2 separate regions of the Astyanax mexicanus genome follow, and region 2 is linked to region 1. The links are chromatin contacts, called in public Hi-C maps. All regions are on one chromosome and are shown on one strand. The core of a region is the stretch at or near the end of the contact, and the rest is flanking DNA. Distances in the headings are between cores, read along the strand shown. Region 1 has its middle 32 kb from the start of LOC103046694. Region 2 overlaps LOC103046694 (A-kinase anchor protein 2).

Region 1 (6,997 bases), core at 1,763-4,262:
TACGTGAAAATATTACATTGTGTGGACGCTGGGAGCCTGAGAATATTACGTTCCGGTTGCGCTGAAACTAAACGCATGTTTGTGAGGAGAAGTGAGCAGGAGAATAAAGGACTTTATGGATGTTTTATCTGCGGTTCAGTGCTGTATTGTGGATGCTGTGATAGTAAGTGCATTTTCTATAATATAATCTGATGTTATTTTACATATTAATAATATTTTATAAGGCTATTTTGTTGGGGAGGCGTGTTTCCCATGTAAACAATCTGAAAAAACAGGCTGTTTTCAGTTGGAGATTTCTGGCGACTGGTTTCATGTAGATGGCTGAAAATCTGCATGCAGGTAGTTAAAGTAGTACTAATGAATATGAGTCGGTTAGTTGGTCGGTGTGTTTAGAAGTTTAGACGCTTTTAAGCATTCTAATTTACATAGTCAGAACGGGCCCGCCGACGGGCCCGCTAGAGGGCGCTTTTGCAGTAAGAGGTTAATAATCAATCTTCTTCTTCTTTTTCTTTCGGCTTTTCCCTTTTCAGGGGTTGCCACAGCGAGTCATCTTCCTCCATCTCCCTCTGTCTTCCATGTCCTCTGTCCTCACAGCAGCTACCTCCATGTCCTCTCTAACTGCGTCCATATATCTCCTCTTTGGTCTTCGTCTTTGTCTTTTTCCTGGCAGCTGCATGTCTAAAATTTTTCTACCAATGACTTTAATAATCAGCATAGACTATATAAACACACAAATACTGATAGATGGTGAATTGGACTGTTGGTAAAAATTTGGCATTTAGTCTAATATAACCATCTGAGGGGACCTGGTTAGTGTGCCAACAATGGTCTTTTATCCATTTGCTTTACAGACAGAAAAGCTTGCTATTTTGCTTATTTGCTGTCAAATGAAAGGAGGTACAGCACTACATTGTGCAGGATATACGAGGTGCTCCAGCACCAGGGGTGGGATCCGATGGTGTAGAGTGGAGTGTATTAACATACACATCCACAAGATGGAGACTAAACCCTATAATCCCAGCATCTGCTGCCATGTGTCCAATGCAATTTTACATCAGCCTCAGGCAGCGTTGTTAGCTTCTTTATGAGCCTTTATGAGGCCTGCTCTGTAAATTCAGTATCACTTCATGCTGTATTAGTTTATACAGTAATTAAAGATAATATTTTATACAGTGAGATGTTCTAGATGGCCTACATAGACTGAAAGCAGCATTATTGCTTTTTTTAAACTGAAAGCAGTAGTATTTCTGAGGTGGTCTGGGTATAATAGTTTTTTACAGTATTTCGTAAATGTCCTTGCATCTATTGTATCCCTGTTGGTTGCTAGGTTGTTGCTAGGCAATTACTGCTATTACTATTACATGTAATTACTATTGTGGTGTCAAATATAACATATTTGTATTATTACCATGTTATAACAATGTTGTTATTATGTTGCAACTACCATGAAGTGTTTTTTTTATTCTTAGCGTTATTACTTTGTTATTATAATGTAATTACAAGGTTGTTATCACTGTGTTATTGCATTATCACTATTTTATTATACTATTATATTGTAGTTATTGCATGGTGTTGCAGTGTTATTATATTGTTTATTATTGTTTATTTCTGTTGGGTTATCACACTGTATTAACATTTTATTACTGTTTATTTACTATTGTTATTGCATTATTATTACAGTTATTGCAGTATTCAGTAACTCAAAAATGGCTTAGCGTAGAAAGTAGTTGTTTAAACTTTGTAGTTTCGTAGGTCTTGTACATGACACTACGGCTATGATTTTTATGAATTTATAGACATCATATTGTTAAATATGAGATTTATCATTCTCACCACAGGGGTCTCTAAATCCCCTAAATTCCCCATAACTTACAGACTGTTGCTTTAAAAAAAGCTAAATAAAAGAAAGGGCTGCTCTGCCAGGTTAGCACCTAGCCGCTATGTTTGTTGACTCAGAGCCTGTTAAACAGTGACCACAGTGTTGTGAACTGATCTCCCTGTAGACTTTAGTAGTGGAAATTGTAACAGTTGATATCTGGACCTTTTAGTGAATCTAAATTCGGTAGTGTGAAAAGTGTTGTGACTAGAAGTTAGTACAGCGATTAGCTACGGCCAATGTGACCGCAAAACATGAGTTAAAAAACAAGCTGATGGTGAAGTTTGCGTTCATTGCAAATCTGCACACGAACAACTCGTTTAACTTGTGTCTTGCACAGTCGATTTTTCTTTAAGATTTCACAACAATGTTTTTCTGTATGCTTTCATAAAACATGTATTTCAAGAGCACGCCAATTCATCCCAGGGTACCTCCTGGTGAAAGATCTTGTAATTTGTGATCCGATGTCCTGATCCTGATTAGCCATGTTGAGTGCAAACCTCAATCAATAAAAAGCATCAGGTTCACCAACATGAAAGTGTCACTGTGCTAATGCTCAGCCTCCCTTCCACATGCTGTGTGCAATTACACATTCTCACCAGAGGGGTCTCTAAATATCTAAATAACTTACAGACTGTTGCTTTAAAAAAGCTAAATAAAAGAAGGGGCTGCTCTGCCAGGTTAGCACCTAGCCGCTACGTTTGTTGACTCAGAGCCTGTTAAACAGTGACCAGTGTTGTGAAGCTTTAGTAGTGGAAGTTGTAACAGGCCTCTAGTGACCTTGAACAAGGCCTCAGATGAGGTGACAGCAAGAGGGATATTCACCCGCTGCCTAAACAAGTCAAAGGAGAATTCCCAAACGACAGGCTAACAAAGCTAACATTGTATTTATCAGCCAGTCATATCTGCTCACTCTCCGTTAGCCTTGTCACTCACAGCCATGCTTTACCACTTGCTGGTGGAGTGAATGCGGTGCAGTGTGGGATACGAGTAAGTGGGCGCCTTTGTCTTTTGAGACAGGGAAGAAAAACAGCCGTGCGAGTGCTGAATCCAGCTGGCTAATAGTGAAAGGTAATGTACACGGCCGGCAATGATACTGTTAACTGATCCTTGTTGCGACCGCTGCTCACGCTGGGTCGTTTTCTGTGGGGAAACTATGTGTGGGTGACCTGCGTGACAACGTGAGGCCCTTTAGGAATGTTGTGGGATCGTGTAGCGCTCTGGATATCAGAGACAGCGGCTAATAATCGCTAACGTGTGAGCAGCGGCTAACTTTAAATGTAGCTACAGCTCATCTTGTTGCTTGGGCCCACTTTGGGGCCTGTTGGAATATAGACAAGAGGAATATAATCAAGAGGAAGATGGATGATCACAATCCATCAAACCAAGCTGAACTGCGTTAAATTTTGCACCAGGAGTAAAGGCATAAAATTATCCAAAAGCAGTGTGTAAGACTGGTGGAGGAGAACATGTCAAGATGCATGAAAACTGTGATAAAAACCAGGGTTATTCCACCAAATATTGATTTGAACTCTTAAAACTTTATGAATATGAACTTGTTTTCTTTGCGTTGTTTGAGGTCTGAAAGCTCTGCATCTTTTTTTTTTTTTGGTTGTTTTTTTTCAGCCATTTCTCATTTTCTGCAAATAAATTCTCTAAATGCTCTAAATATTTTTATTTGGAATTTGGGAAAAATGTTGTTGGTAGTTTATAGAACAAAACAACAATATTCATTTACTCAAACTTATATCTATAAATAGCAAAATCAGTGAAAAACTGATTCTGAGCCTGATTCTGATGATCCAGCATCATTTAAAAAATTGAAATCAAAGCTAAAAAAAAAAGATAATTGATGGTTGCATGCTGTGTGTTAGACTTTGTAGGTCATGTCATGCCGTACTTTAGAAAGAATGCCTTGTATTATTGGACTCAAAGGAAAAATGAATGTACCAACATTGATATATCAGTGTGCAGAAGGTCAAAAACATGTGTTTTTTCAAATGTTTCCTCTGAAATCGATGGTATCTTTTCTTTCAGAGAGCTGAATATGTTCCTATGGCTGCAGAAAACTGGTTATGGTTTCTTTTTCTGTTTGCTGTGTTGCGTTATTAGAACCAGGATTTGCACTACAGCGGTTTAAAACACCACCTACAGCTCTGGAAAAAATTAAGAGACCACTTCAGTCTCTGATTTTGCTATTTATAGGTTTATGTTTGAGTAAAATGAACATTGTTGTTTTATTCTATAAAATACGGACAACATTTCTCCCAAATTCCAAATAAAAATATTGCCATTTAGAGCATTTATTCACAGAAAATGATAAATGGCTGAAATAACAAAAAAAGATGCAGAGCTTTCAGACCTCAAATAATGCAAAAAAAAACAAGTTCATGTCCATAAAGTTTCGAAATCAATATCTGGTTTTTAATCAGTTTTCATGCATCTTGGCATGTGCGCCTCCACCATTCTTACACACTGCTTTTGGATAACTTTATGCCACTCCTGGTACAAAAATTCAAGCAGTTCAGTTTGGTTTGATGTCTTGTGATCATCCATCTTCCTCTTGATTATATTTCAGAGGTTTTCAATTTGGTAAAATCAAAGAAACTTGTAATTTTAAAGTGGTCCCTTATTATTTTTCCAGAGCTGTATATACATATATTTATTTTTTCCAGAGTGGTATGTGCCTTGTCCAACATCACTACAGCTAGGTTAGCATGATGGTTGCAGGCCTCATCCAACATTGCTATGGTGGTGTTAGCATGCTGAGGACCAAGCTCGTCCATCCAAAATCACTATAATCATGTTAGCTGGCTGGCTATTGACCTCGTTCAATATTGCTACAGCATTTTTAGTGTATTAGCCATCAACATTTTTGTGAGAAATTGATTGCATTCATCTACAAAGCATTAATGAGGCAATGTACCAAAGTTGAATGATTAGTTCTGGTCCACAAATGAGAGAAAGTCCATTTCAGAAATTGTTTCAGTTGAGCTTTGTCACTCCAAAGAATCCAGATCCACATCTCCACAGTCCAGTACTGGTGGGATTTGTACCTCTTTAGCCCACCAGTCCTCAGGGACCTCCAGTAGATAATCCATATTCTTTATCCAACCCTACTGGCAAAATAGAAGAATAGAGCAAATTTGTGCTCTTCCTAGAATTTAATAATTACTGCTGTAGACTTCTAGAAACGTTTAAGACATATATTGTCTACAGTGAAATGATCTATATTAATTTATTATGCTACTATGTACAGATGTATTCATTTAAACCATCTGCGAAAATTTCCACAGCTCATGATTTTGTAAAACCACCAGTGACGAGTTCCAGATGGTGAGGCTGTCTTAAAACCACAACACCTACCAGAAGATTAAGGACGAGTAGACGCCTTAAAAAAAGCCTTACTTGAAGTACTTCCAGGCAGTGATAACGTTACACCAAATGCTGCCATAATCTCAACGTTCAAGTGCGTGACACAAAGGAATGCACAGTGCCTTAGCACTTACGCTAACTGTGACCTTGGATGTGTCCCCTAAGAGTAGTCAAATGTGTGGCAGGTGTCTAAAGGATATCGTTTTTAAATGAGCTTTGCTTTGCTACAGAAGCTAATTTCCTAAACAGTAAGAGAGCAAGAAAAAAATAAGAGAACACTTTAAAATTATGAGTTTCTTTGATTTTACCAAATTAAAAACCTAGAAGAGGAAGATGGATGATCACAATCCATCAAACCAAACTGAACTGCTTGAATTTTTGCACCAGGAGTAAAGGCATAAAGTTATCCAAAAGCAGTGTGTAAGACTGGTGGAGGAGAACAAGCCAAGATGCATGAAAATCAACTGTGATTAAAAACCAGTATTATTCCACCAAATATTGACTTCTGAAAAATTCCTTTCTTAAAACTTTATGAATATGAACTTTTCATATTTTTTGTTATTTCAGCCATTTCTCATTTTCTGCACATAAATGCTCTTAAAGACTATAGTTTTATTTGGAATTTGGGAGAAATGTTGTCCGTAGTTTATAGAATAAAAAAACAACAATATTCATTTTACTTAAACATATACCTATAAATAGCAAAATTAAAGAAACTGATTCAGAAACTGAAGTGGTTTCTTATTTTTTTTCCATGTTCTAAAAGCAATGATTCAGCAAAGAAAAAACATATTTTACTATTTTTTTTCCCTTAGCCCAGTCACAGTTAGTCATCTAACACTTGTTTGGTGTAGGAAGTTTGATTTCCTGGAGCACCGGAGCAACAGCTAATGCTATGGAAAGCCAATGTTACCAAATAATAATGAAACCTTATGGTCAGTTTTTCTCAAAAAAGTCCTCTTTTAAATTGTGAAAAACACATCTGGCTGGATTATTGTTAGTTTTTAATGCCTTTAAATGTGTCTCTGTAAGCCCTGCCCTCTTACCACCACTATAGGTCTACTATTGGTATTTTCATCTACATCAACCACTGGTCCAACTACTTCCCAACACAGCTGATTGGTCACAACCTAAACCCGAAATGCCTGAACTAAAATGTGCATATCAGTTTATTGATCCAACTTTTCAGGATGCACCGAATATTTGGCAGCGAAAAAGTGTAAAGAATAAAAAATGTATAAAGAACAATGACATATATTTCAAATAATTCAAAGTATTTTAAGTAATTTAAGTAAATTGCAGTGGTTCTTCTAACGGTAAGATTTTGTTCAGCAGCAACAACAGCCCGAGCAACAGAAGAACTGCATGTTTAAGTTCATTTTTAGTCTATATTCGACTCACAAAAATTAAATGAAAAAGTGTTCAAGTGTTCAAAACAACTTGTTGACCATGCTTAACATCAGTTTAATATACGTTTTTTGTCTTTTTTACAGTCTGGCTGTTTTCCAGCTGAAATATACTAGGAAAGACAGTAACGTTAGCTTAGCTAACCTAGCATTGGCATTTTTTTTTTCGTTTAACAAAAAAAGGAGCGTCTTTATATGATCAACACATAATCTTAATAATAATTAATAATTAAACACTGATAAAAAAGGATGTTAACACGTAATAATGTAACCTTATGGCTACTTTTTCTCAGAAAAAAAAAGGTTTCCCTTTTTAAATGGCCAAAAATTCATCTGGCCA
Region 2 (6,800 bases), core at 3,903-6,402, 80 kb after region 1:
ATGATTCCTTATGTGTTCTTATATAGAACAAAAATAAAAACATTGAAATTGATTGATTTTGCTATTTATAGGTTTATGTTTGAGTAAAATGAACATATTTGTTTTATTCTATAGACTACGGACAACATTTCTCCCAAATTACAAATAAAAATATTCTCATTTAAAGCATTTATTTGCAAAAGAAAATAAAAAATGGCTGAAAGAGCAAAAAAGATGCAGAGCTTTCAGACCTCAAATAATGCAAAGAAAACAACTTCATAATAACCCTGGGTTTTTTTTTTTATTACAGTTTTCATGCATCTTGGTATGCTCTCCTCCACCAGTCTTACACACTGCTTTTGGATAACTTTATGCCTTTACTCCTGGTGCAAAAATTCAAGCAGTTCAGCTTGGTTTAATGGCTTGTGATCATTTTTAAGTATTCTCTTATTTTTTTTTTTCCAGAGCTGCATATAATAGTGTCCATTGAAGATAGACTTGAAGATAGGACTCAGAATCTAAACGAATATAACATTTCCCGCAACTGCCTTTCTTCATTTTAAGTATATTTAGGACTCAGTGGTGAGTAACAGAACAAAACGCTGGATCATTTTTATGGCGCAACCTTTTTTTAACGGTTCATTTCAGCACAATCATTCCTGTCTTTCAGCACCAGCCTCTATTTTGGATATGAAAACATGCAGGCGCTCTCACTTGGTGGTCACTTAAAAAAAGCAAACGTCCTTGGCTGAGCTCTTGGCTGGGCTCTCTCAGCGAGAGAGCCTGGTATTTTAGTCTGCTGGGCTGGGCTGAACCACTGCCTCTGCTTTGTGGGCTGGCAGGTAATTGTTCTAGTCTGAGAGGAATAAGTAAGGGCACAGTCGTCTTTGGCACAGAGAAAGCGAGGGATAAAATGTTCTCCATGGCAGCGTTCAGAGGGAGTGTCCACAGAACAGAGTCCCCAAAAATAAACGACAGCACAGCGAGGTACTTTCACCGCTGATAAAGACCCGGAGATGGAAAAGACAAGGCTGCTCTTAAACCGGCATGCTGCAGTATGTTGTGACAGCAGTTCTTGAGAAGTACTGGATTGTGGATGGTGGAAAGTGTGTTTGTAAATACGTTTCAGTGGTTTGATGTTGCTGATCGACCAAAAAAGGAGAAAAAGAGCGAGTTGTATTTTTTTGGCCCACGCTGCAGCTCATATGGCCTAGATCTTTCAAAATAACAGATAGCTCCTGTAGTACAGTATACCCAGGGTAGCTCCATTTCATTTACTTAGTTTCAGCATAGCTTCTGATTGGACATTTATTTATATTTCCAAAGGTTTGAAGACACTCATTTACTGAGCTCTTTCGTTTAAAATCAGGAGTATTAATAGTAGAAATACATCCTAATGACACCATAATTAATAGAATATTAAAAAAACAAATAGCAATTTCTTAATATCCCAGCAGACAAAGCAACAAAGCACAATAATATTACCCTCATCAGCACTATTTTAATCAATTTAATTAATTTATTTCAGCTGTGGTACTCTAGTCACATATTAAGCTAGCTAGCTACCTCAGTAGTGCAATTGTGATAATACATTTACCTCAGTAATGCCATTCTAATCATAAACTAATTTTAGTCTTACTATTCTAGTCACACTATACTTTTTAGTAGTTACCTCAGTAGTGCCATTCTCTTCATAAATGTCCCTCAGAAGTGCCATTATATTCATAAATATACCTCAGTGGTGACATTCTATTCATAAATTTACCTCAGCAGCGCCATTCTATTCATAAATGTACCTCAGAAGTGCCATTCTATTCATAAATGAACCTCAGCAGTGCCATTTTATCAATAAATTTACCTCAGCAGTGCCATTCTAATTATAAATCCACTTTAGGCTTACTATTCTAAAACGTATGCTCTCAGCTTGCTTGCTACCTATGTACCTACCTTAGTGTTGCCATTTTATTCATACATTTACCTCAGCAATGCAATTGTAATCATAAATGTAACTCAGCAGTGCTATTTTAGTCATACATTTACCTCAGTAGTTGCAAACTTTTTATCATGAAAGCACTTCAGCCATGCTATTCTAATCAAACATTTAGCAACATAGCGAGTTAGCTATCTTCCTCAACATGGCTATTTTTGTCATAAATTACCCACAGTAGTACATGCTTTTTTAATTATAACTTTATGTAAGCTGTGTTTGAGTGCTGTAGCTGCTTAGAAGGTTCAGGAAAATGTGCAAGATGATTTATTGTTCGGTATAAATTATTAGCCATTTCACACAGAAAGTGTTTTATTGCCATTAATAACTATTAAATAGAGAATTTAGACCCACAATCTTACCAAAGAATACAACTCTACTGCTTCACATCCTAATACTGCAGGCTTTATCACATTAACCATAGCTTGATATTACTGTAGGTATAGTGACCATACAGAGGCAGTTACCTAGACAGGGATTATGCCTAGTTTTAGACAATACAACATTTTAAATGGGGATTTTCTATTGAAATGAAGATATACAGTAGTCTACGTCTAGGCTTAATCCCTCTCTTGGAAACCAACCCACAGCATACAGCAGTTTAATCAGACCTGGCCTGGTGAGTGAGTATCTTATCAGAAATTTCACCAGAGGTGCAAAGCCTTAAGAAACAACTTCAGTAATGAGTTTTAGTGGAATAATAATGTCAGAGTTTGCTAGAGTAATAAATAACAGCCAGAAATAGCTGCAATAATTAATGTCTCAAAAGTCCTGCCAATAATTAGTGTCTGCAATAATTAGTGTCTCAAGTATATACAAGAAACTAAAACTGTAAGAAGAGAAATGTGAGGAACTCTTTCTGTTACAGCCACTGTTCTGTTCATTTTATTCTGGTCAGTATCAGAAACTTTATTATTCAGGTTCAAAGCCTTCAGTAATGACTTATGGTTAAAAACACATTCAGACATCTAGCCAGTGTCAAGAAATCTAAATTTCAAGAAGCTCTCTATGTCACACCTTAGCCTGTGTGTGTCTATGTGCTTTTTTAATCCCATGGCCTTGTTTTATTATTGTTCTGTCTCTGCCTTAACCATTGGTGTTGTCACCTTGTGTCTTGTTTGTAAACCCGCCCCCTTGTTTACTGCTCCCAGGTGTTCCTCATCCTCCTCGTTTATTTAAACCCCTCTGTTTCAGTGTTTCTCGTGGAGTCTTTTGTGTGCCTTATATACCGGGGATCGTTTTGTATGCTTAGTATTTTCTTTAGTCAGGTTTGTGTGTGTGTTTTTTTTTGTGCTCAGTTTGGTCGCAGTTCTTTTGGTTTCTTCTTCTCTGTTTCTAGTTTTGTTATCTTTAGTCTTGTCAGTTTAGTTTGCTTAGTATCGTCTATTTGTTTTGTTATTGTATTATTTGCTGTTTTCTTAATTTTAAAAAGCTAAAACCTGCAGGTATTTCTGTCCCTTCTACCTCAGTCCATGACACTCTAGCAAAAACAACGTTAAATTAAACACCTGGACCCTTTCAGGACCCCCTTGGCCGCCACTGTTTATCTTTCAGACAGACTCTCTGTGTACACTACTGTGTGACATGAATACCAAATATGGAAACGTTGAGTGTTTAATAGTTTAATATGATACCTAAAACCTGTATCTCTACCATTAAAGCAGAAGTGAAAGGTAGTGAGCGTTTAAAAAGCCATTATCAATAAACATTATATCAGAGTGTTTACAGTAACTGTTTCTGCTACTCGTATACGCGTGGTCTGGGTTTGGGTAAGGTATGTTTCAGGGCTGTAAATGACTCTGGTTGTGTTTTGAAGCTCCCAGGCTGATGGGAGAGGTTACTGCTGTGTAATAAATGTGGAATTTGTTTTTGTTTTTCGGATTTGTCCTGCTTTAAAGAGCCTCCAGCCTCTTTTCACATTGTGAATTGTGAGTAGTGACTCATAATTCTTAGAACTAAAGATCCAGATTTGCTGTGTTTGATGACGCCGCACATATTAACATTAGCATTATTTTCCTGACACTGACTTGGCTTCAGCTAGTGTATTTTTAGCGGGTTATTGGGCCCATCATGGCGTCTTGTGTGATAAAAAGCTCTGCCTGCTTATGCTGGATTACTCGAGCCTTTCTGCCAATAATTATTTCTGTCTCTCCCCTTAATGAAAGTCCTGGAAATTATCCCCAAAGCCATGTTTGATCCAGGCCAGGGATAGCAGTGTTTGGAAACGTGCCTGTCTCTATACTGTCGTGGGAATGGAGGCTGGTTCTTGTGCTAATGTTCCTGTGGTTAATGCTCTGTCGGCTAATGATCTTAGACCAGTTTCTGTGTGGAATTGGGGTAGAGGTTCTGCTACTCTAGAGTTACACTGGAACTAGAATTCTGTAAAATTTGAATTTGAAGGTAGAGGAAACTCTTTTTTTTGTCATTGCTTGATCATAGCAGCCTTTCACCCTGTTCCCTACAAATATATAAATGACAAGTATTTTTTCATAATCATTATCATTATCTTAATATCCCAGCAGACAAACCAACAAAGCACAATGCTATTACCCTTATCAGTGCTATTTTAATCCTGAATTTATTTCAGCTGTGGTACTCTAGTCACATATTTAGCTAGCTAGCTTCCTCAGCAGTGCAATTTAATCATACATTTGCCTCAGTAATGCCATTAAAATCTCAAAATTACTTGAAATGCTTCTGCTTTCAGTTTAGAAACAAAATAATACAGACTGCCCTGTCCAAGGGCCGGTAGTGAAGACCAAAAGTGATCTTTAAAATCGTTGCACAGCATGTATTTGACCCAAACCTTTTCCACTCCAACTGTCTCCTTACTTTCAGGCTCCACACAGTTAATTGAAGTTCTTTGTCAAAGCTGAAACTTTATTGTCCCTCTATTTGTTCTATGAAACCTGACCCCTTGTCCTTATTTTTTCCGGCTACGCAGAGCTAGTGAATACAACAGCTAATGAAACAACATTCCACAACATCCTGGCCCCATTTAACCTTTGACCGTTTGTATATAGAAGGAGCAAAAAAGCTCTCTCTTTCTTTTAAAATCCCAAAAGCTCCAGATGATGACATAATACGGGGGAGGCCTTTTTCCCAGTGCCTACTCTCGCTAATCAGAGCCAACTGGAACTAATGTCGCAGCAGACAGGAAGTGGGAGAAGTGGATCAGGAAGCGAGAGTGGCAATGGAGACTGCATGAGGTCATGGACCCTCCACAGCCAGATGGGTCCAGCAGAAGATGACCTCTGCTTCTCTGCCTGTTCTGTGGAAAAAGAAAAGGCCACTGTGATCAAAGGCTACGAGAGTCTTCGTACAGGGGCGAGCGACGCCCACTAGGATATGAGCTCATGACCAAATGGCAGGAACACATGGAGCACATGCTGTATCTGACTGCCAGCTCAGAGCAAAGCTCAGCTATTCTTCTGCAGCTTGGGGTGGACTTTAACTAGAGAGCCCCTAGTGGACAAACAATGTAATAACTGGAAATTATTAACGTTTAATTAAGTGAGTGTCAAAAACCATTACCATTCATTACTAAGAAGAAGAATAGATATTAGGGTTTAAAATACAGGTCCATCAAAAAAAAAATAGAATATCATTGAAAGGTTACTTTACTTCAGTAATTCTGTTCAAAATGTGATAATCATATACAGTATTATATAGATGTAATACACACAGAGTGATCTATTTTAAGCGTTTATTTCTTTTGTTGTTGATGATTGTGGATTACAGCCAATGAAAACCCAAAAGTCAGTGTCTCAGAAAATTAGAATATAATATAAGACCAATTGTGTGGGCAGTGTGCCAAGTCCTGCTGGAAAATGAAATCCGCATCTTCATGAAAGTTGTCAGCCTAGGGAAGCATGACATGCTGTAAGATTTTGAGGGAAAATATTGCACTGACTTAAATATTAAATATTGGATAAACACAGTGGATCAACACCTTCAGATGACATGTCTCTCCAAACCATCACTGATCAGTAAATTTTACATTTCATTTGGAAATCAAGGGAGCAGAGTCTGGAGGAAGAGTGGAGAGACACACAGTCCAAACTCCTTGAGGTCTAGTGTGAAGTTTCTACAATCAGTGATGGTTTGGAGAGACATATGATCTGCTGGTGTTGATCCACTGTGTTATATCAAATATTAAATAAGTCTAAATTCAGTGCAGTTTTGTTTTCCCACAAAATCTTACAGCACTTCATGCTTCCCTCTGCCAAAAACTTTTGTGGAGATGCGGATTTCATTTTCCAGCAGGACTTGGCACACTGCCCACACTGCCAAAAGTACCAATTGGTCTTATATACTATTCAAATTTTCTGAGAAAATCATAATCAGCAACAATAAAAGAAATAAAAAAAATGCTTAAATAGATCATTCTGTGTGAAATACATCTATATAATATGAATTTTACATTTTGAACTGAATTACTATAATAAAGTAACTTTTCAATGAGAGTCTAACTTTTTGAGATGCAAAAACTTAAAAATAAGTAAATAAAAAAATGTACGTAAAATGCACGTGAAATGGTAATTGAAACAGTAAAGATTAATTGTAATTAATATAAAAATAAATACATATACATAAAAATAAATATCTTAATTTTTTAAATTTTTGTTTTGTTTATTTTTCTTTAATTCATTTGCATATTTATTTATATAACTATTTATTTCTGCATTCATTTATTTCACAATTTATTTATTTCAGTTTTTCTTGTCCTTATATGATAATGAAGGAGCTGTCCAGCAATGATGCCATTCTGATGATGCCTCTCTTTAAAATAAATAAAATTGTAAATAAATATACAAATGAATCAAAGAACAAG

What was found. A called contact is a pair of places that touch in the nucleus more often than the background predicts.
Region 2: a contact with region 1 is called in a Hi-C map of muscle, with 19 times the contacts expected there. The contact joins two enhancer-like sites. A contact is called at or near these places in 2 of 3 Hi-C or Micro-C datasets (both in muscle).

Annotation. Positions count from the first base shown.
Region 1 is chr20:25,485,314-25,492,310 of AstMex3_surface, forward strand. No RefSeq gene overlaps it. Among protein-coding and RNA genes, the nearest start is that of LOC103046694, 32 kb to the right of the region's middle. Within about 2 kb of position 3,013, the one cell type or tissue checked has an H3K27ac peak away from gene starts, as active enhancers do.
Region 2 is chr20:25,563,184-25,569,983 of AstMex3_surface, forward strand. The region is part of intron 3 of LOC103046694 (A-kinase anchor protein 2); the gene reads left to right. Among protein-coding and RNA genes, the nearest start is that of LOC103046694, 46 kb to the left of the region's middle. Within about 2 kb of position 5,153, the one cell type or tissue checked has an H3K27ac peak away from gene starts, as active enhancers do.